3 separate regions of the Zea mays genome follow, and all the other regions are linked to region 1. The links are chromatin contacts, called in public Hi-C maps. All regions are on one chromosome and are shown on one strand. Each heading gives the region's core, a stretch centred on a gene start, on an enhancer-like site or on the middle of the called end of the contact. The rest is flanking DNA. Distances are from core to core; before and after follow the strand shown. Region 1 holds the start of LOC100384264 (Myosin heavy chain-related protein). Region 2 holds the start of LOC103646378 (E3 ubiquitin-protein ligase ATL6). Region 3 holds the start of LOC100272664.

Region 1 (5,123 bases), core at 1,912-4,411:
GAGGCGTGCTCAGTAAACGAAACTGATAATCAAATCGACGCCCATCTGGACTGAATCAGCGTGTATCAACAGCATTTACTCCACTAAGTGGATGCCTTTTTCAATTGCTTGCGAACACCATGTCTACCAGCGATTTTCATGGAACGAAGTAAAGGTGATTCAGTGCATTGACAGCCAGCATTACAACAGATCCCCCCCGCGTCACTCACGATGATTCACGACTCCATTGACTAGGTCGGGTTTTTTCTTGTAGCAGTAACGCTTTCACCAGGCGTCCAGAAGAGAAGACATCGACTGCTAACTGAAAGCGCAAGGCTCTTTACCAATGGGCCTAGGTTCACGTCTGATTCTGATAGAGGGCAAGCTTTGTTTGTTTCTCTAAGCTTTTTATTAAGGTTTTTTTCTTCTCCCCAGCTTCTGTCGAATGATCGGTGACACCAAGAGTATCCACGTCACGTCACGAATCCCAGTCGGATGAAAGAAAACTCTGTTTACATTATTACATACAGGCAGGACAACAGGAGGCAGCAGTCGAATGAAAACCGGCGAGATGCCATCTGTTTCCGTCTTCTCGATAGGCCATTGAGGTGAGTAGAAGCCGACGCCGCGGAAAGGAGACCCCTATCTACTTCGCGCTGCAGCACGGAAGGCACGAAGCTTGATTGTTTACGCCAGGAGCCAAGAGCGCCGTGATTTGCTCGATCATTGTTCAGGCAGAAGCGAGCACCAGCGCCGTTTGCAGCTGTGGAAATGGTTAAAGAAGGAAGCTTGTTTCCATGGAATTCTAAGGAAAACATTGGTCCTAGACGATGATCATCTGCTTGCCCGATCAAACGAGGCATGGAGGAACACCGGAAAAGCCTGGCCTCTTTGCTCCCCCTTCTCAGTGGTGATACTGATAGCCAGATGTGCTAGGCGAAGGGCTTATGGTTACAATGAAGGTTCCGAGCAAACGCCTTCAGTGCGTGACGGAGAATATGCCGCCCTAATTAACATCAGCACCTGACAGAATGGCCGCCGTAGCAAAAGTTGACCTTCCGTTTTGGTTCTAGATGTTTTAAATGTCAAAAAAAAAGGCCACACTGAAACGTATACAAAGCTGCACCTTCTTCCAATCTTTACTACATCGTCACCTTCAGGCTTCAGATAATCAGATTTCAATACACGTCATGCCCTATGTCCTGGAAACGATCGAAGTTTCAACACGAGAAAGGAGCAGATCTGATTCAACAACCTTTTCATTTCTCGTGTATTCAGATGAACAAGAACACAACGGAACTACAAGCGTGTATCCATGGGGCGGAGAAAAAAAGAAAAGATTTTTAGAGTGTGTGTACTGGCGCTGAATTCGGCTTATAGAGGCTTTTCCTCCTGAAAAAATCACCGAATCTGCGGAATATCAGGCTCTTCTTGTGCTTCGTGGAGTCCTCCGTGTCAACGTAGTGGCTCTCGTCGATGTGGTCGAACTCGTCGTCCAAGTCCTCCGTCGCCGCGTCCGCCGCGGACTTGAGGTCGGCGATGTTGCTCAGGGACGCGAACACCCGATCCCTGGGGTTCAGGTTCCCCATCCGCGCGGACCGCGAGAAGCCAGTCGTCAGCTTACCCGGCTCGCCGATCGAGTACGTCCGCCGGCTGCTCGGCGTCCGTGGCTTGTCAGGCATCCACCGCTGCGACGCCGACCGCGGCGTTCCCTTCTTGCTGCTGCCATTCGGAAGGCGCTGATCGAGGCCGTAGCCCGGCGCGGGGGCGGTCTTGGCGGACGACGCGGGCGTGTTGCACGCCGTCGTTGTGGTGGCGGCGAGGAGGCTGTTGAGCTCCCTGAGGCTACCCTGCGCCGCGGCCTCGCTGACCCTGACGCACTCGTACTCCTGGCGGAGGCTCTGCAGCGCGCCGTCCTTGTCGGCGACGGCGGCGCTGAGGCGCGCGTTCTCGGCCCTGGCGAGCTCCAGCGAGTCCCTGGCGGCGCTGGCCTCGGCCACGGCCTGCTTGAGGATGTCCCGCAGGCGCGCGTTCTCGTCGCGGACGACGCGCTGCGACTCCACCAGCCTGGTGTTCTCCTGCCGCGCCCGGCTCGCGTCGCCCTCGGACGCGCGCACGCAGTCGAGGAGCACGCGCTCCTTGTCGCCCCAGGCCGCCGCGCACTCGTCGGCCTCGAGCCTGTAGCGGTCGCGCTCGTCGGACGCGCCGCGCAGCGCCGCGCGCAGCCGCCCGGCCTCGGCGTTGGCGGCCTCCAGCTCGGCCTGCGCCTCGGAGAGCCAGGCCTTGACCTGCCTGGCCTCCGCGGTCACGTCCGAGAGCGCGGCGGAGAGGTCGTCCAGCGCCTTGCGGCTCCTCTCCTCGCCCTGCACCGCCGCCCGGAGCTCCGCGCGCAGGACCATGATCTCCTCGTCCGCGCCGCCGAACATGAGGTCCCTGACGCTCCTCTGCTCCAGCACGCCGCCGCGCCGGGCTGACGCGAGGCTCTTGCTCGCCTGCTGCTGCAGCGTGGCCATCTCCAGCTTGGCCTCCTCGAGCGATATCTTGGTCTGCTCCAGCTGCTTGGTCTGGTATATCAGCGACTCCAGCATCTTGCGCTCCGACTGCTTGGACTTGCTCACCTCCCGCTCCAGAAGGTGCACCTTGTCCGCGACACCCTTGGCGCCGCCGTCCCGCCTCAGGTCCTCGAGGTCCCTCACGGTCCGGGCCTTCTCCTCCCGCTCCCTCCGGAGCTCCTCCTCCAGCTGCGCCACCCGCTGCTGCATCGCGCCCACGCCGCGCCGCCTCTGCCGAACAGGAAACCAAGAGCCGCCGCCGTTAGAAAAAAACAAACTGTAATGTCCTTAATATATACCGGCGCCCCTGATCGGTCTTGACTCCGTTCCAAAGGCGTTCGGCTTCGTGCGTAACGTAGCGTGGGAGATGGCAACAAAAGGCGGTGGTGTGCAGTACCTCCGGGGACAGGGACGCCTTGGAGCCGCCGCCGGCGGATGAGCGGCTGCGCTGGAGGCGAGGGGACAGCTCGCGGTCCCTGGAGACGGACGAGGCGGTGGCGGCACCCCTGAGGCCTGAGCCCGGCCTCGAAGGAGATCCGATCTGCGAGGTGGATGGCGGATCCCAGTTGAGGAAACCGTATCGCCGGACTAAATAGTCAAACAATAAAAGAACGCACATGGAGGCCACTGTCACAGGGAGTGGCAACGGAGAGATCAGCCGGGGAAGAAGGATCTATAGCCAAGGAAGGTGCGTGGGCGGGCGAGTGAATTCTCACCTCGGGTCGGGCACGAGGCGGCCGGCGCGGACTCCGAGGCCAGGAAAAGAAACCCGTGTCAGAGGGGAACGTAAAAGAAGAAGGCCTGGCGGGCCACCGCCGAGGACGGGGTCGGGGACTCGGGGGTGCTGTACTGCTGTGGTCGTGGTCGTCGTCGTGGAAGGGCAGGGGCGCAGCCGCGCAGGGCGAAGGTGAAGCCACGCCGTGGGCAGGGCTTTTTGGAATGCAAGGATTTTAGATTTTACAATCGGTTTATTTTTATAGGAAAGACGAAATATTTCGCCTCAGATACGTATATATATTAAAAAACAAACGGAGTCCGGTTTACATGTATGTATTGTGTGCGTCGTCGCGGGCGAGGGCCCGCAAAAGGCGGGTGCGTTTGGAGCCTGGCGGGCGGCAGGCGTGGACACTGGATAGCGGACACGGCGTGTGACATGGGGTCAACGGCGGTGGTTTTGCCCGGTATTCTTTGATCGGGCACGGGGGCGGGGGCTGGAGCTGGAGCTGGAGCTGGGGGTGGCCGTCTGTCGCGCCGGCGCGGGAGGGCCTCCCTCCCTTCTGCGTGCCGCCGTTTGGTGGGGCGCGGGCTGCGGGAAAATTCTGTTGAAGCTGCGGCCACGTGATGACCACGTGAGAGCGGTTGATCGTTGAATGGGGTAGGCAGGTCTAAGTTTTTTCTTTTTCAGCGCGTCGTTAGTATACACGGACCTTTCTCTTGAACCAGTCAATCAGATGACGACGCTTCTGCTGGTAGTTTCATAAATATTTTTTCAGCGTTACAAGAACTCCTTACCCTTGACGAGGAGTATAGTATTTTAGATAGTGGTGATGGGAAGTTGAGATCTCAGTTGACTATAACCCTATCATGTATATAGAAGATGACCTTATACCACTAAAATGTAAATCTAAGACGTCCCCACGTTAAAATAGATCAAAACCAATTTACAATATAAGGGTTTTTTCGGTTATTTGCAATCCATATAAATTGGAGGGGATTGATACGAATTGGAGGAGCTTTTGACTTACTAGGGATTGAAACCCCATCAATCCCCCTCAATCAATATGGATTGGGTAGAACCGAATATGGCCTAAATCGGTTGCCTAGCTAACGAAAAAATCGGCTAAACCGAGTTTCTAGAGGATGGGCACCTGTGGACTGTGGTCGACTTGGTTGGCTGTAGGAGGATGGCCTGCTCGGACTTGAAGGCCATCCTGTTTAGCCTATCGGACTTGAAGGCCGTCCTATTTAGCATATCTCCGATAAATTTCTTATCTTATACTCTATTTTATCTTTTAATTCAAACTTCATCCTATAAATAGTATTATATACTTATGCTCTATTTTATCTTCTAATTCAAACTTTATTCTATAAATAATATTATATAGTGCGTTTTTATTAGTCCTGTCAATTGCCCAACGCAAAGTGGACCGACGATACGGGGCTCCCAAATTTTTGGAGCCTAATTTTTTTGAGTTTTCTGGTAACATAGCAAAAAAAATATTTGATGTTTTGCAAAATAAACCGAAGAATCTTAGCTTTGGAATAGATAAAACAAGAGGACAAGGATATGATAATAGATCAAATATGAAAGGGCATAGTTTAGGTTAATTTTATCTCTATGCACTATAGATTATATGGTCTATTTTCATGGTTTGTACTGGGCCCAAAATACTTCGAGACGGCCTGGCGTTTAGAATTTTACCATATCCACTGGAGACAACCTTAGACAGTTAACACTATCTTCTTCCTCGGTTTTCATGCTACGATTTTTTTGTAACATGAAATATAAAATATTAGTAATTTGTATCTTTGAATAAATGTATTCTAAAAATAGATTAAAAGATCTATATAGTAATATTAACTATGTACCAT
Region 2 (5,123 bases), core at 953-3,452, 230 kb before region 1:
GACCAACGGCAAGGCCAAAACAATAGAAAAACATAAATGGAAAAGTTCCAAATAATGCTCCTCCCATGACAGGCAAAAACTTTGCATCACTGCTGTGTCCAAAACCTAGCCGGCTATGATATGAGACCCTCTGAATAAAATCTGTACAAAAGAATTTGTGATGTGCACGCGTTGTAGGTTTATCTACCTGAATAATTAAGATGGTTCGGTTGGCTCTTTACAGTGCCGCTGCTGATGCTTCTGGTTTCATCAACAGGCCGAGCTTTTCTAACTAGATTTTGCTGTGGGTTAGTAAGCTGTATTCATGTGCTGTAACTTTGTTCCTTATTGATGAGGGTGCCTATGAAGATGCTCATGAAGACTGGCATGATGGCGAAGGTTGCAGCTATGATCTTATAATTAGTAACCAACATCTCATCAATTGAATTTGTCTCAAGTATTCCTTTTGTTGCCATTTTAATGCTAACTGATACTAGCTATTGCGTTTCTATATTTTTACAACATGATGAGCCATCTTACCTTTACATTCCTTTGCGAAATGGTCTTGTGTCATTGAGATCGGATAATCCTGTATGAGAACTATCGCTAACCCTGAAGGATGTCATCGGCCAGACTTTTACGTTGGCAAAGCTTATAGCATATATTCCTTTCCTCTTATTTTGTTTGGTTGCTTATGCTGATACCCACCATACCCTAGCAATATTACATTTTGTCGATGGTGGTTTACACCTTTCCCCTTCTAGGGAGAAAAAAAATACAGATCGCTGTATCAACTAACTATTAACTGCATATTTTACAGGTAGCAGACTGGATGAAGACACATCACGAGTCTGATCTATCAGAGAACGACTACGGAATGCGCATCGACTTGATTACCAAGGTCTTCGGTGCCAGTGCCGCGGAAGATTTCTTTGAGAAGCTCCCACCGGGAGCCAAATCGCTAGAAGCCTACACAGCACTTCTGCACTCCTATGGCCGGTCGAAGATGACGGACAGAGCCGAAAGGCTGTTCGAGAGGATGAAAGACGCGAGCCTGCCTATGGACGCCCTGGTCTACAACGAGATGATGACCCTGTACATCTCCGTGGGGGAGCTCGGTAAAGTGGAGGCCGTCGCAGAGGAGCTGAAACGGCAGAACGTCTCTCCGGACCTGTTCACGTACAACCTCCGTGCCAGCGCGGCCGCGGCGTCCATGGATCTCGAGGGCTTCAGAGCAGTCCTCGACGAGATGTCCAGAGACCCGAAGTCGTCCACAGAAGGAGGGTGGGCGCTGTACCGGGACCTCGCGTCCGTGTACGTCGACGCGGGCCAGCTTCTGGGCTCTGTGAATTCGCCGCCGGTGGAGGCCGGGGAGGCGAGGATCAGCCAGAGGGAATGGATCACCTACGACTTCCTCGTCATCTTGCACGCCGGCCTCGGCAGGCCAGAGAGGATAAGGGACATCTGGAGGTCCATGGTGGCGACCTCGCAGTCGCAGTCGCAGCAGCAGCAGCGCATGACGAGCCGGAACTACGTCTGCGTGGTCTCGTCCTACCTGGCGTGCGGGCGGCTGGAGGATGCCGGGGAGGTCGTCGACCAGTGGCAGCGCTCTAAGGCCCCCGAGTTCGACGTCTCCGCCTGCAACCGGCTGCTGGACGCCCTCCTGCGCGCCGGTCTCGCCGACGCCGCGGGTAGGTTTCGGGAGCTGATGCTGCAGAAGCGTTGTATACTGACTAGCAGCAGCAGCAGCAGGGCGGCAGTGGTCGAGTGATTACGGGTTGGTTTCGAGTCTGTTCTTTTTGTTGTTGTTGTCTTGTGTGAAGGAATAAACAATGGACAGCCCAAGCACTCTGCACGTTACGTTATTCTCTGACATGATTGATGTGATCATGTCTGGTTAGTGGGTTACGTACGTACATAGTGCCAGGCTCGTGGCATGACGAAGCACACTGAGAAACTGTGTACGGCCATCGGTGCGCGCGTTCTTGTGACCTTCGTCTTCTTCCTGGCCCTAACTACCCTGCAGGCTGCAGCTATTGTAAAGACGACAGGTACAGCGGCTACGAGCTGGCGGAAACGATGCTGTTGCATACTGTTTGTCCTATGCTCCACATTCTCGCCACGAAGATGGTGACGTTGCGAGTTGTTGTTTCATGATTGTGCGTGGAATAAAGATACCGGTCGCAAGCCACAGGAGTTTTTTCAAGTATTTCGAGTCCTTTCATGCGTTGCCTACCACCACCTTCCATTCCATCCACGGCTGCTTTGATAGCCCCCGAAACCTCAGAATACTCCCGGTCCCGGCCCGGTGTCAAACACTCGGCACACGCCTGCCTGCCATCCGCCGCTCCTTCGGCACAGTCGCGCTCGCGCAGATGTAAAACGTGCCAACCCTGCGTCAAAGATCCACCCAGATGCAGGAACTGAACTAGGCGGGTCTGGGATCGGCAAGAAAGAGAGAGGGGCAAGCAAGTATTTCGCCCAACTCACGAGTCACGACGTGGGATGTAGGCATCCGCAGCACCACCAGCGCGCGTCTAGCTAGCAACACCAATCGGTTTCTCACTTTCTCGTGCCGTCAAAGCAGGATTCGCTCCACAGCAGACAGACCGGCGGCAGAAGTGGTGCCGTTTCCCCAAATCTGTGCCTCTGCGTGCGTGCTTCGCGAGGAGCGATGGAGACGCGGCAGCTGCTCCTCGTGTTCTGCCTCCTCGGCGCCGGCATGGCCGTCGTCGTGGACGCGCAGGCGCAGTCGGCGCCGGCGCCGCCGCCTCGGCAGACGCCTTCTGCGCCGCCGCAACAGACGCAGTTCGGCCGCACCATGTCGACCTTCATCACGGTGGCCATCAGCGTCTTCTTCTTCTTGCTCTTCGTCTGCGCGTACATCAACCAGTGCCGCCTAGCGGACCCCGGGGCGGCGGCGGCGGCAGCGGCAGCGGCAGCGGCAGCCGGCGGCGGGGGCGGGGGCCCGTCCAGGAGGGGGAAGCGCGGGCTGGACCCCGCGGTCGTCGCCACGTTCCCGATTGTGTCGTACAGGGAGGTCGTGGAGCACAAGATCGGCAAGGGCGTGCTGGAGTGCGCGGTGTGCCTGACGGCGTTCGAGGACGACGACGACCTCCGCCTGCTGCCGCACTGCTCCCACGCGTTCCACCCGGAGTGCATCGACCCCTGGCTGCAGTCGCGGGTCACGTGCCCGCTCTGCCGCGCGAACCTCGAGAAGCCGGCGCCGGCGCCGGCGGTGGCGCCCCCGTCGCCTTCGCCGCGGCTAGCGCCGCGCCAGCCTTCGCCGCCGCCGGAGGCCGTGGCGATACCGGTGTCGGACGACGGATCGGAGGGGGGCAGCAGCAGCTGCGAGGACGACAGGAAGGAGGAGGCCGTCGAGCTGGAGACGCTGCGCAGCGCGCGGCGCGCCGCCAGGATGCCGCGGTCGCACTCGACGGGGCACTCGCTGTTCGCGGCGGCGGCGGCCGCCGCCGCCGCGGAGGAAGGCGACCACGAGAGGTTCACGCTGCGGCTGCCGGAGCACGTGCGGGAGCAGGTGCTCCGGTCTCGCCGCCTGCGCCACGCCACCAGCCTGCTCAACCTCTCGGACATGAGTTCCGAGGGGAGCTCCCGAGGCGGAAGGGGCGTAGCAGGAGCAGGAAGCTTTGGCAACGGCGGGGGGAGCAGCCACGGCGGGCGCCGGTGGCAATCGTTCCTGGCCAGGACGGTCTCCTGGGCGCGAGGCGGCGGCGACGGCTCGGTGCGGAGAGGCTGGGACGGGTCCACGAGGAGGGGGAGGGACGGCGGTGAGTCAAGCTGGAAGGGCGTGGCGTCGCCGCCGCCGACGGGCCGGCCGTGATCGAGGCCGCGGCTGGAACTGGCATGCTGCGGCCCCGTAAAGTTTGACGAGCTGTGCCTTTTCTTTTCTTTTTTCTTTTGCTGTATTTGTTTATTGTTAGGAGCATTTCGTGATATATAGCTGCCAGATTTTCGCGACACTTTATTTATCTATCTAGCTTTTATTCTAGTACCTTTCTGCAAAGATTGATTCGTCTGGTCCGTAGATTTTGATTTTGTGGGATTGATGATTACTGACGATAAGAGAAGAACTCACTTTGGTCTCCCTGCCGTTCTTTAGTTAAACCCTCATCAGTATCCTTCTTTTGATTTCGAGACGGTAGCCTCTCCTTTTGCTGTCACGATTCGACGTCAGTGGGAGAAGCATTGTCCTGCCACTGCCAGCATCAGCTTTGTAAGATCATCTGCGATCGCTAATCATCATTTCTCTTCATGAAAGGACTGTTCATCACCATTCTTTACGAGGTCTTCTCTCAGTACTGGACTCTTTTGGCCGTGGCTGTGTGGGTGTCAATCTGACTTGGAGAGATCGATGTGCGAGAAAAAACAATGGGGAAGGTTCGCGCACTGGGTAGTGACCGGCGTAAAGAAACTGTAAAGAAACCATATTGGATAAGGAGGCCGTCGCCCCCATTTCAAAGGCCTTTGTTTGGGTCGCCTAGTGGGCAGTGGCTCCTGGCGACGGGTTTTTGAATTTTGATGAAGTCTCTTGGCTACGGTTCACAATCACGTCGCCGGACAAGGACGACGGTGTACCCTCTTGCGGCAGCTAGCTAGCGCCCAGGCGTGCCTTCACCTGCACGCTGCACTGCCGTGGAGAGATTTTTTTTATTTGTTATAAACAGAGTGCTCCAGATATCCAAAGGATTTTCTTCTGCGAAGCGATCGAGAAAACGAACCATCATCATCCGTGGGCGCATCGCGGAAAGAGCTCAAGTGGCGCCGGACAGAAACGGCGCCGATGACGTGGCAACTTTAGACGATGGTACCTATGGTTTGGCAACTTTAGGCGATGCATTGCGGTACCTGTGGTTTGGCCGGGTTCTTGCTATCTCTAGTCCATGTCCGAGCAAGTACTCTACGACTCCAGGGACAACTGCAGCTAAGCCATTGGCAACGAAGCTATGGATCTTGTGAATTCTTCGTGCCACAGACCATGGCTATTGGCTCTCACCCACCTCCAGATGGTTACCCTAAAACCGATTAGTTTTTTATCATAATATGTGTTTAGACTAGTTTATCTATTTATATGAGTTTGCTAACGTGTTAAAAAAAACCAACAGGCATGTAGGCATCCGTTTGCT
Region 3 (5,123 bases), core at 1,436-3,935, 150 kb before region 1:
TCGCTCGACTTTGTTTGGCATCGTTTTCATTTTATTTTTATTTTTTTTGCTGGCTCACCAAACCAATCCGTCAAGTTTCCATTATGTACTAGTATTATTGTTATATACGAAGTTGTTGTTTCGTCTATAAGTTGTGATGAAACAATTTGCTTGTGTTACACACTCGGTTTAATAATTAGAAGCCGGATGAGAGTGACCGCCGCCGCCGCCGCTGCTTACCTGGTTCATTGTCTGTCTTGCGAGTTGCATTGCCAACTCGTGTTCCTTGCTTTTTTGTTTGTTTGTTTGTTAGTTGGAGACTTGGAGGTAGGTACTGGGTACGTCAGTACGTGCTGACCTGCACTAGTCTAATACCTATAGCGTTGTGATAGTGACTTCCTGCCGCATGTGAAGCGCCAATTAAAGAGCCTAGGTTGCATGGTGCCAATTAAGGACAGCTAGCTACTGAAATAGGTTAAAAAAATTAAGTTGGAGTTGTTTGGTTGGTTGTATTCATATTCACCTCAATCCATGTTTTAGAGTGGTTGACACGAATATTAGTTAATTTTTTTTTACTTTAATCCACTCTAATAAATACAAATTAATGTGATTATAATTATAGCCACACAAATCCTTAGCGAAGCTACGACGCGTGAAGTTTTTATAATATATAAACGGAATAGCTTTATAAGCATGGTGAATAGCTGGTAGGAGCATTGAGTAGCTAGGAGAGCTAGCTAGAAGCTGTTTTGACCTATTTTTTGATATGTTCAGTTGGTTACCAACAATTTCTGGGTAGCCACGATTCCGTAGCCCATCGTGTAATTTATTTAGGGCTTATTTGTTTTACTCTCAATCCATATGGATTGGGTAGGATTGAATGAGTTTCAAACTCGAACAAGTTAAAAAATTTCATAATTTTTTTAATCCCATCGAATTCACCTAGGATAGAAATAATCGAACAATACCTACTGACGAAAATATGTGGACCTTAGACTATATCTATACGTGGTTATTTCATTTGTATTCATAGAGATGATAACTATTGTGATCGCTTGCATTGATCAGGTTGACGAGATAAAGGAACAAGTTGATTCAATCGTCGATCCCTTAATCGACAAGGTTGTCAAGGATAAAGAAACCTAGAGAGAAGGAACCAAGGAGGAGGCAATGACATGATGTAGATTATTGAAGGTATAAAGATTGGTTAAGCGGTGCCGCGGTGGTAACCGGAAGAAAATACCTACCGCATGTAAACAAATCACTAAATATAAATCTAAGAAGTTTTCGAGAAAAAGCTATTCTCTAACAGTTATATAATACATGTTCTTAAATTTACTTACTTCTTATAAAACTCAATTCCTTCCCTACATATATCAACAAAGTTGAGACTCCCTAAATGCTAAGTCCATCGTAAAAAGCAAACTTCAACCTCTGTTTCACGTCATCCTACCATCCTATTAACCATAATTCTACCTCCAGCGTCAGACTAACTCCAGCAGATCATCCAAAGTTTATCCATAAGCATTGTTTTGCATTGTTCTGCATTATATACTTCACTGTTCGCAAAGTGAAATTTGAATATAGGTATAGATAAGCTGCTAAAGATAGTCTGCCGTCACCATTAAACAACCTCTTATATCGAGGCAGCGTCTGAGCATCTCATGTGCTGTCGTCGCAACCGTCTTTGTTTTCGGACAACTCCAACCTTCAAAGATATCGGAGAATGTTGTTGATACTGATTTCTATCCTAGTTTAATTAAAAACAGAACGAAAGCTAACATCTATATTTTTTGTTGACAGACAACTTAAAAAATTAGCAACCAATAAATATAGAATTATTAAAGCATAAATATTTTTACTTCAAATTATTTTAGCGACTTCCTAAGTTTTATTTCAGGGTGCTAAACTATAGTAGATGCTCATAAAGAAAAATAGAGGAAAATACGGAAGCAACATGGCGCGTCTAAATATCATCTCGGGTTATCCATCCATAATAATGGCAACACAAAAAAAAAGCCCGAGGAGAAAGCCTCTCAGGGCTAATTAGAAAACTCAAGTCACCTTCGAAATCGAAGGGGATTGGAGAGGAAATTAGTTCATTTCCAACTCAATTCTCTCAAATCCCAAAGGATATTTAAAGTTTCCAAAGTAGTCCTCATGGTTGATGAATAACCCTGTTCGGCTTGCTAAACTTTACTTAAATTTGAACTACTTATAATTTTTCCAGTAGAAGTTCTTATGAATTGTTGTTCATATATTTGATGTCAAAACAGATGTTAAATTCATAGAACACTATAAAAACAGGGGCAAAATCATATGGGAAAACTAGACTTCCTAGATGAAATATCACCGTTAGCAAAATAACAAAGTTAAAAAAAATGAGAGAGAAATCGCAATTAAGCTTTAAAAACATATGCAAGAATACAATACAAGAGCCCGTGTTTTTTTTGTTGGCAGCGAGAGCTTTTATTGTACTAGCGCCACCGGTTCTAGTTCCCGCGTGCTTATCTCTATTGCCTCGTGCTCTTTTTCTGTACAAATGGACACATCTGACGACTGACCACGTTCTCCTTCAGCATACTGCTAGTTGGCTCACAGAGATAGATCTGACAGTTTTTCATATTTTTTTTCTTATTTCTGTTTTTTAAAGAGAGAGGTCTCACGGCACGGCACGGCATCGGCATCGGCTACATAGAAGAAGACAGCAACACAAGCTTAGTCGTCCTCGTCCCCCCAATCTTCAGCCCTTGTTCATCAACAAACCACATGGCCGCGCTCGGTCCTGCTTCTGTTACCTCCACGGGCTTGGCGCTGCACACCCCTGCGATTCCTCATCGTCGGCGTCGCCACGGGAATGCAGTGGCCTGTGCGTCGTCGTCTCAACACCAGCGAAGCCTTAATGGCTTGGCGATGAGTTCTTCAGGCACGAACAATGCCTTGCCCATCAAAGGAATTACCACTACACGGTAAAAAACGCCTCCCTTTCCTACAGAGCTCCTCGTGTACAGATCCAAGCAAGTCTTTTCCAGACCTCAGTAGCAGCCTTCAGCTTGCATCCGCACAGCGGCTTGCCGGCTTTGTGTGCAAAGTTTCACTTGTTGTTCTGGTTCAGGGTTCCTGCAGTCGGTCGTTCGGTCCCTGCAGCGAATCCGTCGCCGTCAGGAGGGAACAACCTCCCGGTGCCCAAGATTCCTCCGTGGTGAGCGAAGAACACAGCTGACACTTGCGTCGTTGCTTGTTTCTGAATGTATCTGATCGATGGATTTTTTCTTCTCGCTCCTCGATCAGGGTCAAGTGGGTGGCTGGCGCCGTCATATTTGCAGTGCCCATGTACAGGAGGTTCAGAGCTTTAGAAGGTAAACAGATATCGATCGATCGATGGATCGCGTATTCATCGGTTCGCGAGACCATTTCCTACTACAGTACAGCACATAGCGCGTGCCGTCATGTTTTTGATCGCGGTGCGCGCATGACAGACAAGATAGAGAAGACGGCGGAGGTGGCGATCGAGGTGATCGACAAGGTGGCGGAGGCGACGGAGAAGGTCGCCGGCGAGGTCGCCGACGAGTTCCCCGGCAACGAGAGCATCAAGGAAGCAGCCTCCAGGATCAAGAAGGTCATGCACGTGGTCGAGGAAGACGCCGACAAGGCTGAGGCCCTGATCGAGAAGGTTGGTTTAGTTACGTACGCAAGCTAGTCTATTATTGCCAGTAGTAGTTGCTAATATAATATTTTGGATGCTGAGACTGACTGACAGCATCTTCATGAGATCTGACCGTAAAGAAGTGGATGGCTCTATAACCAGCCTTATTAGATCTATGATCTATCTAAATAATGGATGGCCCTGAACCGTAGAAAACGTCTCATCTTTATTACACATACAAACATAAAGAGGATAACTGTTGTTGTGCTCGCTTACCATGAGCAGGTCGACGAGATAAAGAAAGATGTGGATTCGATTGTCGATCCTATAATCGGCAAGGTTGCCAAGGATAAATCGCGGAGAATGAACCAAAAAGGATGACAGCAGTCGGTGAATTGAAAGGAGCGCAAACATTGCTCGGACGGAAAGGGAAGCAACAGGACGCGTCTCGTTTCGTCTCATGTTTATCTCGTGCCATGGCTTCCTACGTACAAACAGGAGATGAGGCATATGATGGTGTAAAACACTCTTTTATATTGTAGATTGTACTAAGAGAGAAGTTCGAAATAAGAGATGAGATAAGATGAGAGATGTCATGAATAAGTTGTTGCACTACCGGAATAAACGAACTAAATCTACCAGCTATAGAAAACACTGTTATAATTGTCCCCAAAACGGTACATGTAGGTCTATATAGTGTAGAAACATAGCATAAAAAATTTAGTTGGCAAAATAAAAAAAATAAAAATATTCTTTGCCGAGTGCCAAAAAAAGGCACTCGGTAAAGACGTCTTTGCCGAGTGTCAACGCTCGGCCCTCGGCAAAGGTTAACGACCGTCAGTTTTAGATGGCCGCTGACGGCCCTTTGCCGAGCGCCACCTTCGCCGAGTGTTCTGCACTCGGCAAAGAAGTCTTTGCCGAGCGTATTTCTGTGCCGAGAGTCCTACACTCGGTAAACGAGCTCGTTACCGGGAGCAGGACTTTGCCGAGTGCGGCTCTCGACAAAGGCTTCTTTGCCGAGTGTCCGACAAAAGCACTCGGTAAAGCTCCTGACACTTGACAAAGGCTCAAATTCTGGTAGTGTTGGAGGCATCCTAAAAACTTGTATGATAATCAGAGGAAGAAATTCTCCTAACGACATGAGTAAAACATATGTCTGAATTTAACATTGCGGTTATTTTAAAGACAGAGAGAATTGGGATAGATGATCAATCGGACGGCCTAGTCCGACACAACACACCTATTATTGTACTCGTGGTCCCGAGCCTAAGGACCTACCTTGGCTTTAGGCCTTTAGCTATAGTAGCCTACTATGTTAGAAGGCTTGATCTCATATCCCTAAAATTGTAAGACAATTCCAACCATCATTATACATTAGAATGACATAAAATCTATGCATTAGGTGTCCTATGACGCCCTATATTTTGGGGGGCATTCGTTTAACGGTATATTCGATTGGCTTTAATTCGTACCGACTTTTATTATTTCTATAGTGTTT

The links. Hi-C and Micro-C count contacts between places; a contact is called where the count stands out from the background.
Region 2: a contact with region 1 is called in a Hi-C map of endosperm, with 2.5 times the contacts expected there. The contact joins the promoter of LOC103646378 here to the promoter of LOC100384264 in region 1. A contact is called at or near these places in 5 of 25 Hi-C or Micro-C datasets (bundle sheath, ear, endosperm and 2 more).
Region 3: a contact with region 1 is called in a Hi-C map of tassel, with 4 times the contacts expected there. The contact joins the promoter of LOC100272664 here to the promoter of LOC100384264 in region 1. A contact is called at or near these places in 8 of 25 Hi-C or Micro-C datasets (bundle sheath, endosperm, leaf and 3 more) and 2 of 3 datasets of contacts at active chromatin or transcription factors (leaf and seedling).

The regions. Positions count from the first base shown.
Region 1 is chr2:45,836,593-45,841,715 of Zm-B73-REFERENCE-NAM-5.0, reverse strand. It overlaps LOC100384264 (Myosin heavy chain-related protein), which reads right to left and starts at 3,161. Exons shown (of 2, transcript NM_001176829.1): 1 at 2,929-3,161; 2 at 1,224-2,762. The coding sequence starts at 3,150. The coding sequence ends at 1,323.
Region 2 is chr2:46,062,294-46,067,416 of Zm-B73-REFERENCE-NAM-5.0, reverse strand. It overlaps LOC103646378 (E3 ubiquitin-protein ligase ATL6), which reads left to right and starts at 2,202. Exons shown (of 2, transcript XM_020548284.3): 1 at 2,202-2,486; 2 at 2,567-4,084. The coding sequence starts at 2,654. The coding sequence ends at 3,820. LOC100276555 reads left to right here. Exons shown (of 2, transcript NM_001374063.1): 2 at 800-1,892. The coding sequence ends at 1,750.
Region 3 is chr2:45,989,227-45,994,349 of Zm-B73-REFERENCE-NAM-5.0, reverse strand. It overlaps LOC100272664, which reads left to right and starts at 2,685. Exons shown (of 5, transcript NM_001359666.1): 1 at 2,685-2,948; 2 at 3,095-3,181; 3 at 3,271-3,338; 4 at 3,459-3,652; 5 at 3,911-4,213. The coding sequence starts at 2,749. The coding sequence ends at 4,006. LOC110117500 reads left to right here. Exons shown (of 5, transcript NM_001147836.1): 5 at 1,048-1,271. The coding sequence ends at 1,125.